Regions from separate parts of the Gossypium hirsutum genome. Here region 1 is linked to region 2. Evidence: chromatin contacts called from public Hi-C data. All regions are on one chromosome and are shown on one strand. The core of a region is the stretch at or near the end of the contact, and the rest is flanking DNA. Distances in the headings are between cores, read along the strand shown. Region 1 holds the start of LOC107945745. Region 2 holds the start of LOC107952833 (activator of 90 kDa heat shock protein ATPase homolog).

What was found. A called contact is a pair of places that touch in the nucleus more often than the background predicts.
Region 1: a contact with region 2 is called in a Hi-C map of leaf, with 2.2 times the contacts expected there. The contact joins the promoter of LOC107945745 here to the promoter of LOC107952833 in region 2. A contact is called at or near these places in 2 of 34 Hi-C or Micro-C datasets (both in leaf).

What each region holds. Positions count from the first base shown.
Region 1 is chrD04:24,193,487-24,198,752 of Gossypium_hirsutum_v2.1, forward strand. It overlaps LOC107945745, which reads left to right and starts at 1,427. Exons shown (of 4, transcript XM_016879851.2): 1 at 1,427-2,080; 2 at 2,325-2,374; 3 at 2,848-2,918; 4 at 3,044-3,975. The coding sequence starts at 1,820. The coding sequence ends at 3,735.
Region 2 is chrD04:23,506,734-23,511,640 of Gossypium_hirsutum_v2.1, forward strand. It overlaps LOC107952833 (activator of 90 kDa heat shock protein ATPase homolog), which reads left to right and starts at 2,460. Exons shown (of 3, transcript XM_016888029.2): 1 at 2,460-3,577; 2 at 3,674-3,753; 3 at 3,854-4,171. The coding sequence starts at 2,687. The coding sequence ends at 3,947.

The sequences.
Region 1 (5,266 bases), core at 177-2,676, 690 kb after region 2:
ATTAGGACACTCTTAGATGTCAGGTTTCTACCTGATTTACGAAAGAATCTCATCTCCTTGAGTATTTTAGACTCGAAAGGTTGCAGAATCAACATCGAGTCGAGCAACATTAAGGTGTCTCATGGGGCTCTCGTTTTGTTAAAAGGTAAAAGGACCAATAACCTTTATATTTTGGAAGGTTCAACACTGACCGGTGAAATCAAGCGTCTCTCGTCCATTACAGAGTCGAAGTCAACTAGTTTGGAGCGGAGGCAACTTAGTCATAGGAGGGAAAAATGTATGAACATTTTGTTGAAGAGATGTTCTCTTTCAGATACAGGTTTTGAAAAGTTAAGGCGCTGTGTTCGTGAAAATCAAACTCGAGTTAGTTTTGATTTGGCAGTGCACAAGTCAAAGGCTAGAGGTCTTCTTGCTTTTAAGCACAAATTCGACTCAGTTAATTCCCTACATTGTTCAAGATAGGCCGATGGCAAGTTTTGGCAAAGATGGTGTTGTGGAAATATGAGTCAAGGTGGAGATTTGTTGAGTATGCCTCATATTTCAGTCAAATTGTAGAGATAATCTCCCAGTTAAACTCTATTTATTTGTTTCAGTCGAACTTTGATTAGTCTAGATTAGTTTATTATTATTTGACCTACGAATTTAGCCTATAAAGAGGCTCTTTTATAACCTTAGAAAAGACATCCATTAAAAAATTAAAACTCATAACACTTTTGGTAAATTTTGTGTTTACGTTTAGAGGGTTCTTTATTTTCGAGTTTCGCGGTTTAGTTTTTATCTCTATCTTTTGTAGTCTTCATTCTTTTGCCATTATAGTAAAATTATCTTTCTTCGTAATTTTTTATCTTCTTTGGAGGGATTTTTTCACGTTAAATTTGTGTGTTCAAATTCTCAATTTCTTCTGCTATTTTTACTTATTCGTTGCTTAATCAGGTCTATCCCCAACACATATGTTGCAAATAAAAATAAAGTGATTTTGACTAATATAGAGAGGTCTCTAACTTTTGTCAAAGTTAAAAAAATATTATGTTAACAACTCGATGGATTAACGAAATTTTTAACATCTGTGACTAATTCAAATAATTATATTAATTAAAGTGACTAAATTGAAAAGAAATTAAAGTTGCCAAAATAGGAACAACGGTAATTTAAGATGACTTGCAGTATAATTTACCCTTTAAAATTAGAAAAAAAATGATTAAAAAAATATAGGAATTGAAACACTTTATTTATCTAGGATATATCGAGAAGAATAAAAAATAGAATAGAAAAAAAAAGGTAGAGTTAATATAATTTTTTAAAAATAAAAAGGGGGGCATCAATTAACAGATCAGAGTCGTTGCTGTTAGAGAGGAGAAGAGAGGGACCCACCAATCTCATCCAAAAAGTATAAACGATAAAACTACCCACTCCCATCATTTGGTTTCTCCCCTCGTTTCCACCCTGGCCTTCCCCTCCCGATTCCTCCACCGTTTACCTTCTCAACCGGTTACCACCTTCCCACGTGCTCCCCACGTGCATCACCCCTTCTTCCCCTTTCTGTGGTGCAACAAATAAAAGTTAGAGAGAGAAACAAATTACTGAATAATATTAAAAAAATTAGTAGTAATTATTATAAATATTTGGGTTTTGCATTTATTTTTCCATATATTCTCCTTTCTTTTATTTCTCTCTCAAAGCAAAATCAGACTTTTTTTTTTCTTGTCTTTGCCTTGTAAAGATTGATTATATCTTGCTTAGCTTTGGTTTGGTTTCCTTGAGTGTTTTGTTTTTTTATTTTCTCGAGAGAGAAAGAAAGGGAAAATCTTATCTCGCATCGATGAGGATCAGGAAAAGACAGGTTCCGCTACCTTTCTCTTCCATTTCACCAGTACCCCTTTCATCAGATCCCAACTTTAACCGCCCTCCGGTAGCGGTGGTGCAACTCCCGCTACGGCAGCAACAACCACCCACTCCTTGCTGCTTTGATCCTCACTACCCTTCTCAATCTGATCATCCGATCGGCCAAGCACTGCCAACCCAACCCCGTGATGGAACAACACATGGAAAACAACTCACGAAGAACAAACAAGACTACTTGGTTAGTTAGTTCAATGATTCAATCCTTACAAACAACTAAATAGTACATCTTATTTCCTTTCTTTCATTTTTATCATAGTTTTAACTTTGTTTCTGAGACTGCACTAGTGTTCAACGTAACAAAAAGAAATAAAGCATCTCTTGTTTGAATTCTCTTTTTACTTTGATTAATTTGCACCCATGAAAGTTGCATCAGGTAAAATTACAAACTTGCTAAGTGGGACCTTTTTTATTTCTTTTTGTAGGTTTTGAAGCCTGGAGGAGAAGAAGAAGAGGAGAAGATTAATGACACCAGGTAAGAACTGAAGGGCTAAAAAAGTTTAAATTAAAAACAAAAACCAAATTTCTTCTGTTATTTCATAAAATCTTGTAGTAAAAAGGTGAAAAAAAAAAGAAGGGTCTTGATCTTAACTTTTTAACCAACACCAACACTAAAATGAAAGAATTCTACAAAAATGAAAATAATACTGTAACTGGAAATACTGTTTTTAGGTGTTTTTATTTCAGCTTTGGCTAGCAACCATACCTTCCTATCTAATCTAATCTTTTTTTCTTTTTTCTTTTATCTTCAATTTTGGTTAACTAATATATATGTCCATGCGGTGCACGTTAGCATCGGATGCTGGTCCCCGTCTCAACTCTCAACCAATGTTATTTACATCTTGCTCCATGTTTTGCACTAATTTCATTCATTTTTTTCCATTTTTTTTCTTTAAAAAAAATTTATGTTTGTGGTTGTGGATCTTCTGGGTTGGGTTGGTTTGCTAGGGAGAAAAATGTTTTGGGTGCAAAACTAGGAACTGGGTCTCCTCCACAGTCGAGTTCTTCCCATCATCAAGGTAAGAATCTTCTGCATATGTTAATCAAAACGGAAGAATGAAACCACTAGTGTTTGATCGATGTAGTATTTGAAGGTGGTTGCACTTTGTTGTTGTTGTTGTTTTGATTGCACTTAAACTAAAAGCTGTTGGGAGATGGGGTGAGGGAGAAAAAGCATTTCCATTGAAGAAGAGAAGAGGGAGCGTTGAAACAACAGGGGACGATGATGATACGATAATGGCGAAAGATACAAATAATAAGCGGCCGATGAAGAGCAGTACCAGCAAGATGAAGACTAAGCTGAACAAGAAACTTGTGCAGCAGCAGCAGCAGCAAAGCAATGGTGAAGAACAAGAGAGCAAAGACATTGCTTGCACTAGTATTTATAATAATAACAATTCTAGTGGTGCAAAAAAGAGAGGTCGAGGTGGTGCACTCATGGAAGGGTCGCGGTGCAGTCGAGTTAATGGAAGGGGATGGAGATGTTGCCAACAAACACTCGTTGGTTACTCTCTTTGCGAGCATCATTTGGGCAAAGGTAGGTTGAGGAGCATGACTAGTGTTCGAAGCCGATCTTTAGCATCAAAGGAGGAGGGACAGCCTAATAATGGTGATAATCAAGGTCTGATGTTGTCCAATCTTTCTTCTTCGTCCCAACAATTAGCAAAGCGTGAATTGCATGGTGAAAGTGGTGGGAATGATGCAGAAGGAGAGGATCAGAAGCCATTGATGATGACAAAGAAGAGAGCGAAGCTTGGAATGGTTAAAGCTCGATCCATAAGTAGTTTGCTGGGCCAAAACGACAATGCAATTGCAGTAGCAGATGATAATAACTAGCTGAGCCTGAGAGTGTATGAAAATAAATAAATAAAAGGTTTGAGGTTACAGTTATTATTATTATTATTATTATTATTATATACCTGGTGCAACTGTTCCCAACTTCGTTTTTATTTGAGATTCTTAATGGACTGGTGCTTGATCAAATGTTTTTAATCTTTTCCTTTTCTTTTTTAAATCTTCTGTTCAGGCATGATGATGGGCTTAATGTTAAATAAATAGAATGGAGCCTTCTTTTTTCCCGTTGATTGTAGGATGTGGATTTCCTGGTCTAAAAGTACTTTAACAAATGATATTATTATATAAACACATAAATATAGTTACTGTGCATCTTTTGACCAATAAAAGTGCATGAGAATGCAGTCACGTTCATGGCTGCGCAACACAAGGTTTGATCGAAGGAAGAGCTATTGAATCTGAAAGCATGTTCAGTTAGAATTATTGACTTCTGCTTATAACATGGAAATTGAACCTTATTCTTTATTTTAAATATTTTTTTTCCTTTTTGGATAATTATGTGTGCCTTGAATAAGAATTAGAAATAGAGGTAAAATATATGGTATAACTATCATCGCGTTATTGCATGGGTAAAAATTGTGTTCCTTATATATTTATATTGTGGTGGGATGATGTGATAGGTTTGAATCGTTGTATGAGTTTTAATCATCACTCCATATAAGTGAAGACTTGTTTCTTATTTTGATCCAAAAGATTTCAGCTATAGTAAATTATATGTATACTATTATTTAAAAAGTTAACTAAATTGAGAGTACTCATCAAATAAGTTTCAACTCAATTAAGAAATTATTGAAAATTCATTTCTTTTGTAAAATAACAAAAAATTATTATAAGAGTAATTATATATTTTTTATAATATAGTAGTATCTATGTTATTTTATATTTATCTAAAATTTTAAAAAATATGCATAATAAAATTTAAACCTAAAATGCAATGTTTAATATTTTTACCATTTCAAATAACATCTTGCTATGTTAATTTTGTAAAATATATTTTTTACTCACATATTAATTATATAATTCTAATCCAAAATATTTTTCTCTTTAACACAAATATTTATTAAGCAATAGAGTTGAAGCTTAGTTCATTTGGTTCGTACATCTAAAGTTAAAACATAGCATATCGTGGATATCAAATTTGAGTCCCAACTCCCAACATTTGTAATTCCACCTATTCCAAAGATAAAATTTTCTTTGTTATTTTTGTATGAGAATTATGACTTATTATAATAATATTTATAATTAATTTAATGATTTTTATATGAAAAATTATCTATTTTTTGTTATCTATTATAAAATTATATGTTTTATAATTAAGTAGAATTTACACATTATTATTCATAATTAGTATTTTAAGTTTCTTAATGAATTGTTAATGAATCTTATATATCATAAAAATCAATTAAATTGTCATCCTTTTCATGTATCATTACTATATATATAATTATTGTTTAAAATTTTGATCATTTATTTGAACATATAATATTTTAATCTTAAGAAGATAGCATTTTTG
Region 2 (4,907 bases), core at 1,210-3,709:
GAATCTAATAATGTTATAATTTCCAAAGTAGACAAGATGTGAACTAGTAGGAGATAGATGGCATGCCATTAGTAAACTTTCAGTGCATAGTGAAAGTGGCACTCTGGTGCAACTCAGTGATTATGCACTTCTGTGCAAAGTGATAGTGGCTCTTTAGAGCATTTCAATGATTCAACACTTTTTTGCATTATCGTGTAAGCAATTTAGTGCTAATAATTTATTGATTTTCCACATATCTTGCATGTTCTATTGAGTCTACTATGGGCTGGCATAAAGTGGTAAGTGAAAATAAAAGTGAAATGGGAAATGAATTAACAGTGAAAAAGTAAATGGTTTTTAATGGAATTATTTGAAAACTTTAGTGTTAAATGTTTTTTTCTATCAAATTTTTATTTAAATGTTCTATATTGATTAATGCAAAGGTAAATTTAATTCTTGAAGTACTTACTAAGCTTTCACAAGCTTAACACATTATTTATCAATACGTAGGTAAATATTCGACTTGAAGCTTTAAAGTGAAATTAGAACCTCAACTCGTCTCATCACATATCAAGGCTTGGAAGAGTATGGATTCAATCCTTTGGTATTAGTTTATGGCATGTACATAAGTTTAATTAAAGTATATGTTTAAGATTTCTAGTGAAAATACTTGGTGAATCTTAAGTACTTTGTTAGCTCTATGAACTTAGTTGAGACTTGTTTGAAGTATATGTTGTATTAAATGATGTTTTGATGGTGTTCTATGTTTTAAATTGGTTAATTGATGTATGAGAATGAATAAAATTGATTGTGGCATAAGAGTGTTTGGGCAAGTATAAGGCTCCCTTACACTTAGGGTGCAATACCCTAGTGACAAGTATTGGTACCTAAGAGTTAGAATGATAAAATCTACAATGTTTTAGCCTAGGTATTGATACCTAGCACAGAGGTACCAATACCTCTACTTCAAACCACTCAGTTTGATTAGTTTTGCTCCGGAAAGGCTTTAAATGTACTTCGTTTGCAACCAAACTTTGAAGATAGGTTAGAAATGACTAGAACCACTCCAAACGAGCTTAATTTGGTTAAAATGAATGGAATTAGATGATGTTCAAGTTTAGTGTTTGTAGTGCCCAAATGTGACATTTGTTGCTAGGGTTGTCGGGTTATCCCAAGTAATGGGTATTACAAATTGTTGGAAAAATCAATTTGGAAAACTTGTTTACACAACATAATTTTAATTTTTTTTCTAAAACCTGAGCCATTTTGTGTTATTTATAGAAATGAACTTTACCAAATTAGTACATATGTTTTTCACTCAACGGAACTTATCGATTCTTGACTTCCAACAAACACGATCTTTTTCGCTATTCTCGCACCCTCAGTTTGCTTAAAGAGTGGGCTCTAATTCAAGAACCGATCACACAATGACTACATTTAGAGTGGTGTGTTGTTTACTTATCCCATAGTCCATTTTTATAAGGAAAATCCACAAAAGTTCTATTCGAATAAGATGAGACAAAAATAATACAATTTTAATAAAAAAAACACGAACTCCCATTTAGACATCACATGGTGAGTGGCACACACATGATGAATATTCCAATATGCTACCCACCATAATACAAGTGGGCTTTATTAGGTTTTTCTTGTATTGGGTACAACTATATATTTGTTATATAGTCTTTAAAACAACTTATATAATTTATCCAACTCAATACTAGTTTTATGCTCTCAAAATATTATTTATTTAATCAATTAAAACAAATTTAATTATTTCTCTCAATTAAATTATTGGATAAACTATACCCACCGTCACTAAACTATTAGTACATTTACGTTTTGGTCACTCAACTTTAAAAATCTATAGAATGGTGGCTGAACTATTTAGAAGTTCTCATTTAAGTAATTGGGTTGTTAAAATTACTACCGTATGGCCTTTTTTGTTTGCCCCATCTGCACCAATCGAAAGCTTTCCTTCCCCTTCCCTTCTACGATTAAGTTTTTTTTTCTCATGAAACAACTTTGAACACCACAAATCTACGAACCAAAATCCAAACAATCTTCTTTTCTAATCTCCGACAATGACTATTAGATCGACTTGGATCTAAGATATGTTATTATACTTGTCGATGGGTACTAATCCACATATCGTTCATCGAAACATTGCTTGAAGCTTGTTAGCCAAACTTTTTTTTAAATAGTTTAATAACTTAAATGAAAACTTTGAAATAATTTAGTGATCATTCTGAAATTTTTTAAAGTTTAATGACCAAAATATAAATTTACTAACAATTTAATAATATTAATGTAATTTAACCAATTTTATTTAAAATGATGATATAATATACAATTTCAACTTTTCATTGGGTGGTAAAAGCTAACAAATCCATAATCAAACATACCTAAGTAAATCAATGTTTTATTTTATTGGGGAAGTTTTAAAATTACAATATTTATACTGCGATAAGCTTTGCACAAAGAAACCCTAAAAGCAGAAGAGTTCCTAGTAGTGAAGTCTTCTAGATCCTTCCTAAAATATAATATTTTATATATCTATCCCACATTCTGGATTCTTCTACCTCCCCGCCCCGAACCCTCCAGAGCGGCCCCTCCCACCCAGTTGCTTCTTTTAAGCTCTCCCTTCCATTATTATGCTCACATCTCTCTCAATCCCTAATACACCCTCGTCTTGATTTTTTCATCAATGGCCAAGTACGGCGAAGGCGACAAGCGCTGGATCGTGGAGGAAAGACCCGACGGTGCTAACGTCCACAACTGGCACTGGGCTGAAACCGATTGCCTCCCCTGGTCGAAAATGTTCTTCACCAAATCGCTTTCGGATCTCACCATCCTTGACGGCCAAGGCAATCTCCGCATCAAGACCAAGAAGGTCGAAAAGGTCGACGGCGAAGCCTATGTTAATATTCGCAAGGGTAAAGTCATTCCCGGATATGAAATCAGTTTGAGTGTATCCTGGGAAGGCGAAGCCAAAGATGGGGAAGGGAAGACGCTGTTGAAAGCTGAAGGTAACCTCGAGATTCCGTACATTTCGGATGAAAATGCTGACGAGGATCCGGAAGTTAAGGTGACGGTTAAAGACGAAGGACCCATTGGTAAAGCCTTGAAGGAAGCGATGCTGGCCAAAGGGAAGCCTTTGGTTTTGGAGAAAGTGAGGGATTTTGTTCAAGCTATGGCGAAAGGTGGCCCCGTTAAAGATGAATTGGAAGCCAAGAAATCGGCTCCCAAAACTAATACTACTACTAGTAATAGTAACTCAGCTGCAGTTTCTAAGGAGAAAGTTGGGGTGGAGAAGGAACCCAAAAAGGAAGTGGAGAAGGAAGGGAAGAAAGGGTTTAAGACGATTACAATGTCGGAGAAGTTTAATTGTAGAGCTAAGGATATGTATGAGATTTTGATGGATGAGAATAGATGGAAAGGGTTTACTCAGAGTAATGCTAGGATAAGTAAAGAAGTCGGTGGTCAATTTATTATTTTCGATGGATCGGTTACTGGTATTAACTTGGAGTTGCAAGAAGGGAAGTTGATTGCTCAGAGATGGAGATTTGGGAGTTGGCCCGACGGGATTGATTCTACTGTAAGTTTAATGGATTCCACTTTTGCCTGTTCTCCAGGATTTTGGGAATACAGTGTGGTCGAATGATGGCTTATCTTTAATGGGTTGTTGTTGCAGGTAAGACTTGTTTTCAATGAGCCTGAGCCTGGGGTTACTATAATCAAACTCACGCATTTAGATGTTCCCGAGGAGGACAGGTTGGTTTTTATTTGTTTTATTGCGCAAGATGGCTAATTTCGTACTTTCTGAATTGGGTCATTGATTTTACTTCTGTTTTTGCTTTGATTTGTCATGCAGATATGGGAATGCGACTGTGGTGGAGAACACTGAGAGGGGTTGGAGAGACCTTATTTTCAATAAGATACGAGCAGTATTTGGTTTTGGAATATGATTTATTTTATTCCGAAACGAGGAATAGTCTTTCTTTTTTGGTTTTGAATTGTTGGAACTTTATGAACACTTCTTTCTTTCAGCTATCTTATTGTGAAAAATTTATAAGACTTTGCAAGTCTGATCTTGGTCTACTGGTTCATGGTTTTAAAGTTGAAACTTGGACTGAGTGTCATTGTTGTCTTGTTTGCCGATATCTAATCTATCCCCTAAAACTTATAATAATGAGAATGATGAAAATGTTGCCTTGCCAGCAATTTCACTATAAGTCTGTCAGTGCGCATAGTGTCTCCTTGAGGATGTATATACTTTCAGTATATGTTAGTGTTATGATGTTACTTAAGAGTGAATGGTTTAATTCTCTGCTGCTTTAATGTATTGATCTTGATGATACTGAAAACAAAGCTCAAATTTTATTGTTCCCTTTCTTCTGTTAGAAGCATACAGGCTTTTTTTTTTGCATTAGGTCTTAGAATGATCAATCGCTCACGGGCAATGTGAAGTTTGTGGGTTGCTTCACTATGTTGTCCATGTTTTTACAAAGAATTTTCTCTGCGTAGTTTGTGATTATTTATTTTCAAGCAAATTAACAATCTAGTTAATGTAGATTTTGGATTGCCCATTGCTTTTGAAGTATTTTTTTTGGTTTACATCATATCTGGTGCTTGGACCACGGTTAACTTAGCTACTGATTCTGTAGTTTGTTTTTCTTTGAGGATGTAAGTGGAGACATGATTTTGTTTCTGCCGTCGGAGCAGGCATGATAATCTAGCTACTTGACATATGGCTGTGGTACTGCATTTAATGTGTTTAATCGTTCAAAATGAAGCACTTGTTTCTGTGCCAACAGTGTTGGCCCTGTGAAGAGCAGGAAGCATCTTTGGCCAAGTAATTCAGAGTGTGCGTAGGTACAACAAAACGATCATGAGGTTAGAAGAGGAAATATTCAAATTGTTGTTCC